Regions from separate parts of the Mus musculus genome. Here region 1 is linked to region 2. Evidence: chromatin contacts called from public promoter capture Hi-C data. All regions are on one chromosome and are shown on one strand. The core of a region is the stretch at or near the end of the contact, and the rest is flanking DNA. Distances in the headings are between cores, read along the strand shown. Region 1 holds the start of Rgs5 (regulator of G-protein signaling 5). Region 2 has its middle 240 kb from the start of Lmx1a.

What was found. Promoter capture Hi-C pulls out the DNA fragments that hold promoters and counts their contacts.
Region 1: a contact with region 2 is called in a promoter capture Hi-C map of second pharyngeal arch cranial neural crest, with 7 times the contacts expected there. The contact joins the promoter of Rgs5 here to the enhancer-like site in region 2. A contact is called at or near these places in 4 of 39 promoter capture datasets (hippocampal neurons, liver, maxillary cranial neural crest and 1 more) and 1 of 9 other capture datasets (embryonic stem cells).

The regions. Positions count from the first base shown.
Region 1 is chr1:169,652,622-169,658,406 of GRCm38.p6, reverse strand. Rgs5 (regulator of G-protein signaling 5) reads right to left here and starts at 2,906. Exons shown (of 5, transcript NM_009063.4): 1 at 2,786-2,906. The coding sequence starts at 2,829.
Region 2 is chr1:167,928,045-167,934,075 of GRCm38.p6, reverse strand. No RefSeq gene overlaps it. Among named protein-coding and RNA genes, the nearest start is that of Lmx1a, 240 kb to the right of the region's middle. Within about 2 kb of position 3,840, at least 61 of the 459 cell types and tissues checked have an H3K27ac peak or open chromatin away from gene starts, as enhancers often do. A contact at or near this core is called in second pharyngeal arch cranial neural crest, where this site is marked.

The DNA.
Region 1 (5,785 bases), core at 1,657-4,156, 1.7 Mb before region 2:
GCTTTGTTCTGCCATGCACTCTTTCATGTAAACAGTTCTGAAATCAAAATCAGTGTAGCCAGATGATTATGGATTAGAACTTCCAAAGCCTGGAGCTAAAGTAGACCTTTTCTCTCTGTAAATTGATATTAATTCTCAGGTGTTTTGTTATTGTGATAATAAACCACCTGCCACAGCCAGAGCTCTTAATATTCTATGATGCTATTAGATGGTCTCTACCATACATATCCTTGGGGGACAAAGCAAATCCAAACCATGGAATAATGAGTGAGGTGTATCGAGTACAGCTAAAAACTTGGAGGTGTCCCTCCTTGATAAACATGTACCCAAGGATCTCATTACAGATGGTGGAATATGAAACACAGTGAGGGGAGGGGTCCCATAAGAACCACCCACTAAGCCCTGCTGTGGTTTGTATCTTAAATGCCTCCCCAAAGATCCACACAAAATGCTTGCTCTGCAGGAGGTGCTGATGGGAGGTGGTAGACTCCAACAGAGGAAGGACCTTGAGAGTCAGTGATGGGATGTCCTCACAGTGGACACACAACAAAAACATATGTTGCCTGAGTGCTGGTACAGGTTATATTAACACTGGCCAAACTATCTGTACCCTCTTATGTCCTTGTTTGTATTTGCAGCCTGTCCCCTTGGCCTTAAAGGCATCCCTCACATCTCTTTCTCCTACACAGACATGCCTGACTCTTCTGCCTTGTAACAGTAGTTTAAGCATCATTTTCTTAACCCCTTGTGAAGTCCTCCCCAACTATCAAAAGCTCTGAGGCCCATCCAGTCCTCAGTCTTAGACTTCTAGTAGTACTCTGCATTTATTCCTCCCTGCTGGTCCATAGCACTCCGTGATGTGCATCCTCATTTACCTTCCTACCTGGGGCACACTATCCTGTGAGCAGGGTGTGGCTTGTCATCCAAATGCCTAAGAGATGTGCACAGGCTTGAAATAACTGAAACGGTTTCATCAGTAAGAATCCACAGTTTCTCAGTGGCCTCTCCTCTACATTATTAGTTTGCTGTGTTCTTAACATTATGAATTCCGCGATGTGTTATCAGCTACAGTGGGTTTCAAATGCATACATTTCCAGCAAGAACAACACCAGTCCCCAACTGGAAAGTCCCAGCTTTAGTGAATAAATGATAAATGTAAAAATAAATAAATTCCAATGTTGCTAATGAATCCAATACATGATAGTAAAAGAAATAATTGCAAAAATACCACCACTATAGCTCTCTAAAAACTATATTATTCCCATAAAAACTTAGGGCAAGAGGAGTAACAATATCAAGATGCCCCAACCCTTGCAGACTATCACATAAACAGCATCAACTGTTCACCCAGTGTAATGATGTAAGCTCCATCCACTGCATTAATGATGTTCAACGCAAATACCAAGTAAGCTAAAGGCTCACCATGCTCACTCATCCCTCTATGCTGTGCACGGTCAACGATCAACGTGTGACTCTCACAGTTGGAGAGAAAGCAAAGGTGGATCATCTGGTCTTCAAAGAAGTTGGGATGCCACTCAGTTCTAAGCACTGCACCTATCTGGAGCTCTCTGTAGGAGAGGTGGGAGGCATGGGGTGTGGGAATAATGAACAATTCCCAGTCCTGGAATCCACTTCTCTCCCCCTGGTCTGGTGGATACAGCTACAGATGTCACTGCTATTGGTTCCTTCTATCTTCATCTATTTAAAACATTTACATCTCTGACTCTAGGGAATATGTTCCATTGTTTCTTCTTTTAAAAAAATCACTTAAAATTTATTGCTGTAATGAAAAACGTCAAAGAAAATGTGACATTTTAAATAGGTAAAAGTCTTTGGTGGCCCATTAAACAGTATGACTTTCTCAGACAGACATTGACCCTTGGGGACAGAGGAGGCTGTGCAAGAATCAGTTTTACTCCCTTTAATGGTTGAGGGTCAAAGTAAAATCAATCAGGACTCTACAGAGCAGAACCTTTCTACCTACACAGATCATGTCGGGTATTGGGTTGTTAAGTTTGTAGTAAGATGACGACTTTAGATATAGGATTTTTCTATAGACCACAACACAGTCCTAGACAACCATGTGTCTCAGAGCTCCAGGTAATAGACAAACCCTGTGTCTCAGGGACTTTTTTTCCCCCAGTAACCAAGCTACTCCTATCTAATGAATAGGGAATAATGGGAAGCCCCCTCTGCCCCACTGCAAACTGCCTGCAGAGTCCTCATTACCCCAATCTCTCTGTGTGAATGAAGATCACTTTTCCCACAGTTTACTGTGTCAGACATTCTTCTGAGCACTTCCCACACATGACCACTCACTCACTCAGTCCTCAAAACCACCCTGTGAGATAGACATGCTTCCCATTTCCACTTTACAGATGTGCAAAGTGAGAGGTTAAAGAAATTGCTTCAAGCTACCCAGGAAATATGTAGGGGAGACAGAATTCAAACCCAGATACTTTTATTTTTCGGTGTTGGGAGTTACCTTCTTTCTAGCGCGCACACACACACACACACACACACACACACACACACCCTCTGGGGGTTGGGGGGAACAGCGCTCTGGTACTCTGTATATTAAATGACCATGGATTATCTCCTTTTGAATCTCTAGCTCAGATCTTTCCAAATCTCAGTACTGCTACAGACAAGACAAAGCCAAGTCTATTACCAAGCATCAGTTTCATCTCAGCGGGACCCCATCCCGCAGAGCCTCTGGGCATCCTCCCTTGAGTGAAGGCTCACCACATTTTCATCTCCTACACTGAAGAATTTCAGTTCTCACCTTTCCAGGCATGAGTGCGGCAGAGCTGCCAGTCCCTTACACATTTTGGCTGGCGGCTTAGATCCTCAACTTGAGCACGAACCTCTCAACAGCTGACCGTCTGTGGAAACTTCAATAATCTGGGGCAGCCTTTCCCTTTGAGGAATATATACAAGCTCTCTCACAGCTCCGTGGCTCCGAGGACCAATCAGCAGCCTGGGCGAAAATTGTGGGCTGGAGCTCAGCAGCAGTTTGCCTTCGGTGGGGGCTGGGAGTCTTTCCTGACTTCAGGCACTGCTGGGGCATGTTTCTGGTGGCTTCTGTCCCCACAGTCTCTTGTTTGTTTAGTTAGGGCTGTGTTGGAGCCTAAACTGAGATAAGATCATTAGTGCCTGAAGACTGAAATTTGACGTTAGCCAGAACGACGATGTGGGCTTTCTTTGAAAGCAAGGTACCCTGAGCCATTTCAGATCTGCCAAGGGTCCTGGGATACAAACACTAAACCCACTCACAGGGGAGGAAACGGCTTCTTTTCACGGTGGAGAGAGTGTTTAGCTGAGGATCTCTCATCTCCTGAGCACTCAGATGGGTGCTAGGAATTCCGAGGTAAAAGGACCAGTCCAGGCTCTGATGATGCAGGTGTGTCTTACATTGGTGCAGTTAGGTGTAAGCAACAACTGCCCTGGCACATCTTCACTAGACCTAGGGGGTCACAGCCTGTGTGCCCAACAAGTCCTAATCAGGTCTTTTCTTCAGTGAGTCCATTAAGGGAGCCAAGTTAATGGTGAAGAGCAGAAAAAGGAGATTTGCTCAGTGTGACCCTAGTCTATCTACTACAGGCCTGACAGGAGGGAGGGCATAAACAGAAAGCAAGGGACACACCTAGCTAAAGAGAAAAGGCAAAATGAGGTTCCCCTGCCCACTAATGTCTCAACATTGGGTCTTTCCCACAAGCCAGTCTGACACAAGGTCAAGGTCATTGCACAAGCTGTAAATCTTTTTTCCAGGAGACAAATTCCTGTTCTGGATGCCCCCAGGGCTTCAGCCGTTTCCTCTCCCTGAAGGAGATTGGGGAGAGGGAGGGGGCAGTAATAGCTTGGAGTTCTTTAACAGTCAGCAGTCAGGTTGTCAAAGAGGGGAACACAAGTGTCTCCTTAGAAGGTTTGTTCCTGGCAGATAAGTCCATAACCTCCTGGTCCCCCTTTGCTTTAACACCTCAGGGTTGAGGTGAGATAGGCCTGTGACTGAAAACAAAAACCCCAAAGGGAACAGGAGAAGGAACCAAGGTTAGAATACACTCAGGGTGTCAAGCTCCCTGCTAAGAACCGTCTCTGCATAACTCCTGGTTTTAGCTTCTTTCGGAAAGTCTGGAACAAACAAATGCATTCTGTTAGCCTGAAAAGGGTCTTGAGCAGGGCTGTGGTGGCACACCAGCGCCGGGAAGGCAGAGGCAAGCGGATTTCTGAGTTCAAGGCCAGCCTGGTCTACAGAGTGAGTTCCAGGACAGCCAGTACTATATAGATAAACCCTGTCTGGGGGTGGGGGGAGAGGGAGAGGGAGAGGGAGAGGGAGGGAGGGAGGGAGGGAGGGAGGGAGGGAGGGAGGGAGGGAGAGAGAGAGAGAGAGAGAGAGAGAGAGAGAGAGAGAGAGAGAGAGAGAGAGAGAGGTGTCTTGGTACTATGACATGCAGGCTGTCCTCAAACTTCTGTTCCTTGCCAGCCTCCCAAGTCGTGAGATTTCAAGCAGCCACTATTCTGCCCCGTGTGACTCCATTTCAATCCTGACAGCTTTCCTCCTTGTCTCTGCACAATGTTCTCTGAAGCCATGATTAAGCATCTGATGGTTTGTTTTCCACTGTCCCTGGCAACTGTATAAACTGACAGCACGGCCACTCTATGGTATGGGTAAGAAGGGGGGTTTATTGTAGCTATGAAGGAGAGAACAGCCAGGGGTGTCTAGAAGCGGCCAGAGCAGAGAGAGAAATTAAACTGAACATGCCCAGCAGACTGGACCTGGGCATGACAGAAGCAGGAACAGAGCTGAGAGGAAGAAAGGGACAGAGAGAGAAGGAGAGCAGAGATGAGGAGGAGGGAGACAGGGACAGAGAGGGAGTGACTGAGAGAGGAAGACAGAGACTGAGCATATGGAAGACATCAAGGTACTAAGGACAATGAGTAGCTGTAGCCACAGGGAGGGAAGCCTTGGGCTGGGGAAGTTTAGGGGAGTGGAGGGGGTGAGAAGGGCCAGGATGCTAGCTAGCATGGACTCTGGAATGTGTGACAGGTTCTCGTGAGACCAAGTGATCCTGGAGGCCAGCATGTGTTAATAGGCACCGCAGATAGCCATTTATCCCTTCGTTTTAGAGTCTGGGAAAATGGAGTTTCCTTTGGACCTGACAATAACCCCAATTAGATTCATCCTGCTTAGTCTGATTTGATCCCATGTTGGATGGGAGGAAGGAGAGATGTCAAGAGGTTAGTGTCAGTAAAACCTTTGGGCCAATTCTAAGGGAGCCCTAAGAGATATAGGAGTACCTCTAAGATTAGGGGTAACTGGGGTCCTTCTTGTTGGTTCTATGGGTAATGCCCTAGCACGCTAAAAATGTTGTTTAGGTTCTGTCGTGGTTTGAATAGATATCACCCCTGGAGACTCTTGCATGTAAAAGCTTGGTCCATAGTGAGCCATACTATTAGGGGGCATGGCTTTGTTGGAGTAGGCGTGTCCTTGGTAGAGGAAGTGTGCCACTGGGGGCAGGTTTGAGGTCTTAGAAGCTCAAGTCTGACCAGTGTTTCACAGTTTCTCCTAGCTGCCTGCACATTAAGATGAAGACACTGGCCTCCATTTCCAGCACCATGTCTGCCTGTACACTGCCATGTTTTCCACCATGATGATAAAGGACTGAACCTCTGAAACTGACAGCCAGCCCCAATTAAATGTTTTCTTTTCTAAGAGTTGCTGTGGTCATGGGTGTCCCTTCACAGCAATAAAGCCCTAACTAAGACAGGTTCTCTTTTCAGAGAC
Region 2 (6,031 bases), core at 2,591-5,090:
CGGCTAATATTATGAAGTAGCTGCCAGGTCCCACTAAAACACTTCAACATGTCAGCCATTATTATCTGTCCATCAAGTCATTTTAAATGGTGACAGTGCTCAGTCTATGGAGAACACCCTGCAGTCAGTTCATACTCCCTGCAACTTCTGTTTCTGACAAATGCTAGGTTTATCTTATATGGTTGGTCTTATCTACTCCTCCTTGAGGGTGACATATCCCTACTTCGATTCATGGACTGGTTTTTCCTCAACTCCCGTCCAGAAGCAAATCTGCAATGGTGGCTGTCTCAGTAAAGGTTTTACTGCTGTGAACAGACACCATGACCAAGGAAAAATCTTTTTTTTTCTGGTAGTAGTTTTTTTTTTAATATTTTTTATTACATATTTTCCTCAATTACATTTCCAATGCTATCACAAAAGTCCCCCATACCCTCCCCCCACTCCCCTACCCACCCATTCCCATTTTTGTTTTGGCCCTGGCGTTCCCCTGTACTGGGGCATATAAAGTTTGCAAGTCCAATGGGCCTTTCTTTCCAGTGATGGCCGACTAGGCCATCTTTTGATACATATGCAGCTAGAGTCAAGAGCTCCGGGGTACTGGTTAGTTCATAATGTTGTTCTACCTATAGGGTTGCAGATCCCTTTAGCTCCTTGGGTACTTTCTCTAGCTCCTCCATTGGGAGCCCTGTGATCCATCCAATAGCTGACTGTGAGCATCCACTTCTGTGTTTGCTAGGCCCTGGCATAGCCTCACAAGAGACAGCTACATCTGGATCCTTTCAGCAAAATCTTGCTAGTGTATACAGTGGTGTCAGCATTTGGAGGCTGATTATGGGGTGGATCCCTGGATATGGCAATCACTAGATGGTCCATCCTTTCGTCTCAGCTCCAAACTTTGTCTCTGTAACTCCTTCCATGGGTGTTTTGTTCCCAATTCTAAGAAGGGGCATAGTGTCCACACTTCAGTCTTCATTCTTCTTGAGGTTCATGTGTTTAGCAAATTGTATCTTATATCTTGGGTATCCTAGGTTTGGGGCTAATATCCACTTATCAGTGAGTACATATTGTGTGAGTTCCTTTGTGAATGTGTTACCTCACTCAGGATGATGCCCTCCAGGTCCATCCATTTGCCTAGGAATTTCATAAATTCATTCTTTTTAATAGCTGAGTAGTACTCCATTGTGTAAATGTACCACAAAATCTTATAAGAACAACGTTTAATTGGGGCTGGCTTACAGTTTCAGAGGTTCAGTCCATTATCATCCAGGCAGGAACACGGCTGCTCCCAGGCAGGTATGGTGCAGAAGGAGCTGAGGGTTCAACACCTTGTTTTGAAGGCAAACAGGAGAAGACTGGCTCCCAGGCAAGGGTCTAAAAGTCCACGCCCACTGTGCACACCTACTCCAACAAGGCCACATCTACTCCAACAAGACCTCTCCTCCTAGTAGTGCCACTCCCTGGACCAAGCATATACAAACCATCACAGTAGGCACGATGGCAAAGAGATTTTGTGAACTTTGGAGTGACCTCTTGCACGCTCTGCTGTGCCCTCAGGAGAAACTCGAGTCTCAATTGGAAATGACAATCCAAAAATCAGATATGTGACGGCTTAAGATAGTGCCTTCCTTGTCTCCTCTGTGAAGTGCCACTGTAGCCTATGAAGGGCTGTGTATAGGGGCAGGAGGGATACATTCAGTTTACAGCAGTGGTTCTCAACCCTCCTAATGCTGTAATCCTTTAATAAAGTTCTTCAATTTGAAATTGTGACACAGGAGCTGCGATGTTTCATTCAACCACTAGATGGAGTCTTTGTCTTTTAAACCAGAAACCTTTTCCCTTAGGTCTGGGGAGACATCTCAGTCTTTCCCTCTAGAAAGATATCTTGAAGGCTCTGAGGGGCTGCAGGCTACAGGCATCACCAAAGGGGCTGCCTCCCTGAAGCAGATGGAGGCAACTGATTTTACTTGGCTGCAGCAGCATCAACTAAGACTGCACACTTTGCAGGTGGAGGTCATACATGCTGTGCTCTGTTTTGTGGGGTCCCTTTTCCCATTTTTCCCATCCCCCCCTCAGACCAATTCACTGTGCTTTGTTTTTTTAATGTTTAATTTGGTTCCTCATTCAAAAGTTAATCAGCAAAATAAAAATTATGTCCAAAGGAGGCATCTACAGATATACTGAGGAACAAGTTGATGAGGCTATGTTTCAACCTTTTTAACATATTTATTGTCTTTCAACTTAATACACAACTGTCAAGTACTTAGGGCATACCCATATTCACCTTCTGACTTCTTGCAGAGCCCCCACAACCCCCTCCTAATTTTTATCCTCTCTCCCTACCTCTGTACCCATCCCCCCATCTGTGTCTCTGTCTCTTTCTCAACCCACTGAGACCAGTTACTGCTGCCTATATGTGCACGGGTGTGGGGCACCGTCTATTGGAACATGAACCCCCTACCACAGGCCACACTGCTGGAGAAAATTGACCCCCCTTCCAGTATTCGCCAATTGCCTTTAGCGCCTTAACTAGAGATGGGGCCTCCTGAGCCCTTCCTTCTTCATGTTGGGGCATTGACTGTCCTGGTCTCACATCAGATTTGTGGATTTGCACCACAAACTACAGCTTCTGAGAGCTTGTGAGTGCAAAGGCCTTGCTGCTTCCAAAAGACATTATTTTGCAGCAGCCTTTGAAGACTTCTGGCTCTTGACATATTTTGGCCACCTTTTCCACTGTGTTCCCTAAGTCTTGGGGTAGGGGTAACACAGATGCCCCATTGTGGCTGAACACTCCATAGTCTCTTGCTCTTTGCACATTGATCAGTATCTTAGTCAGGGTTTTCATTGCTGTGAACAGACACTGTGACCAAGTCAACTCTTAGACAACATTTAGTTGGGGCTGGCTTACAGGTACTGAGGTTCAGTCCATTATCATCATGGTAGGAAGCATGGCAGCATCCAGGCAAGCATGGTAGAGGAGGAGTTGAGAGTTCTACATCTTGATCCAAAGGCAGACAGGAGAAGACTGACTCCCAGGTAGCTAGGAGGAGGGTCTCAAACCCCACCCCTACAATGACAAACTTTCTCCATCAAAGCCACACCTCCTAACAGTTCCACTCCTTGTGGGCCAAGCATATTCAAACCACCACAGTCAGTACACCTGAACTCACTCCTCCTCACACTGAATTGATATTCCTTCCAATAAGCCTATGTGGGTAATAGGTCTCAGTGTCAAACAACAAACAAACAAACAAACAAACAAACACACAACAAAAAGTTCACACCCACATAGATGCACAGTCTTCTCCAATGCTTCCCATTGGCCCAGACAGCCTTGTCTGCAATCAGTTTGGAAATGGCTGGGTGCAGACTTTACCTGTAGGAGAAAAGCTATTGAGTTTTAATAGGAATAAGGTATGATTCACTTAAGACTTGCCCCTGTCCACCAAACAGGATCACTTGAATGTCCTGCAGTTGAAACACAGGTTGTTGTCGCTCTTCTTGGCCCTTATTCTACACCCATGCCCACCCCTCCAACACACCAGACTCTGCAGTGCGGGCTGCCATGCAATGAATGACCTGGTGTGTGCCTATGTCCACAGCTGGCCAGGAGCTCCTTGAAAGTAACAGCCAGCTGTCTTATTCCTTTTTTGACTATTTATAAATGCACGTCTGCATGGTACACTGTGCCCAAAGTTGGAACACAAAGGATAAGAAACTCTGTTCTTGTGCTCAGATAAACCCAATTTTGTGTCTCAGGAGCTGCTGTCCTAGGGTGCACAGTCCCATTTGTACAAGCTTACTCAGAAAGAGCATGCTCTGCTTCGGTTCTCCTAGCTCCTCCCTCTGCATCTGAGCACGGCCCTCTGTGTCTGCCTTGCTCACGAGCTCCTCCACCCTGCGATGTGTGTAATAATCACTGACTTTGGAAAGTTTGTTCTGCCTTTCCTTTTAACACTACAGTTGCAATGAGAACTTGCCAGAAACCCGGCTTGGAGGGCCAGTGGAGGAAGGGGGATGGCTGGTGTAGGGCCCCCTGCCTGCGAGTGCGTCTCTCTGCAGGTGCCAGGCTCCTGGCATCGCGCAAAGCAAAGCGCTGTCACGACTCGGTGGCCAAGGTGATTAATTAGCGGCGTGGCCGCGCGGGGGCCGCGTGCTGGCCTCCACATCTGCCCCGTGACAGCGGGGGTCAATACACGGTGTCACTCCTTTCTCTCTCACTCCCTCCAAAGCCTAATTGGCTGTGACACGCGGGCCAGCTGTTGAGAGAGGTGGAGCGCGGCGGGGCGTTTCACTGAACCCAGGCAGCTTCAGGTTGAGTTGCCTGCAGAGAGCTTGGGCTGATTCCTGCCAGGGTCCATGCCTTTGTTCCAAGGTTTTGGCCATTGGTATCCTGTTCTTTCTTCCCGGTGTCATCCAGACAGGGCCAGGAGATTGCTGTGGGGGGGGGGGGGAAGGGGGGTTTAAGGTCTGCAAAGGGCGTGGAGCACGGTCATTGTCAAACAACCAGAAATCCTCTTTGAGACATCCACTGAAGTCATTAGGTTCGGAAGGAATACTAGCTTCCCTGTCTGTTCTAGCACTGAAAGATGTAGGGTAAAGGCAGGGGCTGGAAAAGAATGGCAAGAGAGGTAATTTGCAAAAAAAGATGGAGAGAGATGTCAGGCTGGGCAGTATCTGCCCCTCAGAATGGGCTTGACCCCAGGAAAGAGCTAGAAATCCTAACCAAGAGATCTAGGGTTGTCAAAATGCAGTGATGGTGTGTGTGTGTGTGTGTGTGTGTGTGTGTGTGTGTGTGTGTGTGTGTCTAAGAGAGGGTGGGGAGATTTCAACTCGCACAGGGACGGCTCTTCTGTGAGCCTCTCTGTGAAGCTGCTGTAGATTTCCCACTCAAGCTAGGCAGCTAACTCTTTGGTTCATTCTCCTAACTTGTCTGTATGCAAGCTGGTATGTGTGTGCAGGCCAGAAGTTAATTGCAGCTGCTAACCCTCCTTGCATTTTGAGACAGGGTCACTCCCCGGGACCTGGGCTTTACCAATGATGATACAGAGCTATCCAGGCAGTCTCGGGGATCTGACTGCCTCCGGCTCCCCACGCAGCTTTTGCTATTGCGTTCGTCTTTTTGCTTGGGTGCTGGGGACTGAACTCAGGCCTGCATACCTGCTTGAGAAGTGCCTGCTGGCAAGTGCCTTATCCCCCACACCACCACCCCTCGTCCCCCACTCCCATCATACCCTCTCCTCATTCAATAACTCTTACAGGCTCAGGCTGAAGCCACCACCATGGCAGGCAGTGTGTTATAGCATAGGTAAGTGGGATTCACACAAAACACTGAAGCTGAGAACTGGTAGGAAGGATGCATTCCAACCCAGGTGAGAAGTCATGGAGAGAGACCCCCCCAAGAGAATTAAAGGCATGAGAGAGAAGCATCAGTCAGGAGCCACTAACAACGCCCCAGCAAAGGGCAGCACAGGTCATTAAGATTCCTGGGCACTACAGGCATCTTCACACCCCTGCTCAGTCCAGAAGCCAGCCAAGACTGAGCAAAGACGCACCAAGTGAATGCCATGTGCAAGCGAGCGCTCCTTTTTACTATACTGACTAGACCTTGAGGCTGTCTGGAAGGCTAGCCTGGACCTACAGGCAGGAAGGCATAACGAGGAGAGGCCTGAGGGTCCCATCAGCCAGTGGGGTAGTAATAACCTCATTAGGAGGGAGAGACTTTGTGGCGCAGTAACAGCAGTCACCATTGCCAGCAGCCCTGCAGCTGACTGCCCTGTCAGCAGCTTGAGGCGCTATAATTACTTGTGCCATGGAAGCTCCTGCCTTCCACCTCCCTTCTCATTAGCCCCCTGCAGGGCTGCCACCTTAGCAGATGAGGATGTGTTGCTGGGACTGGCTCCACCATGGGAGCTCAGAGGAGGATGTGAGCTCAGACTAGCTCCACCAGCAGGTGGCACTGGCCTTTCCCAGAGTGGCCGGGACAGTGTCTGGTTCCAGTCCTTAGACCAGGGAACCAAAGGTGGGGAGGGGA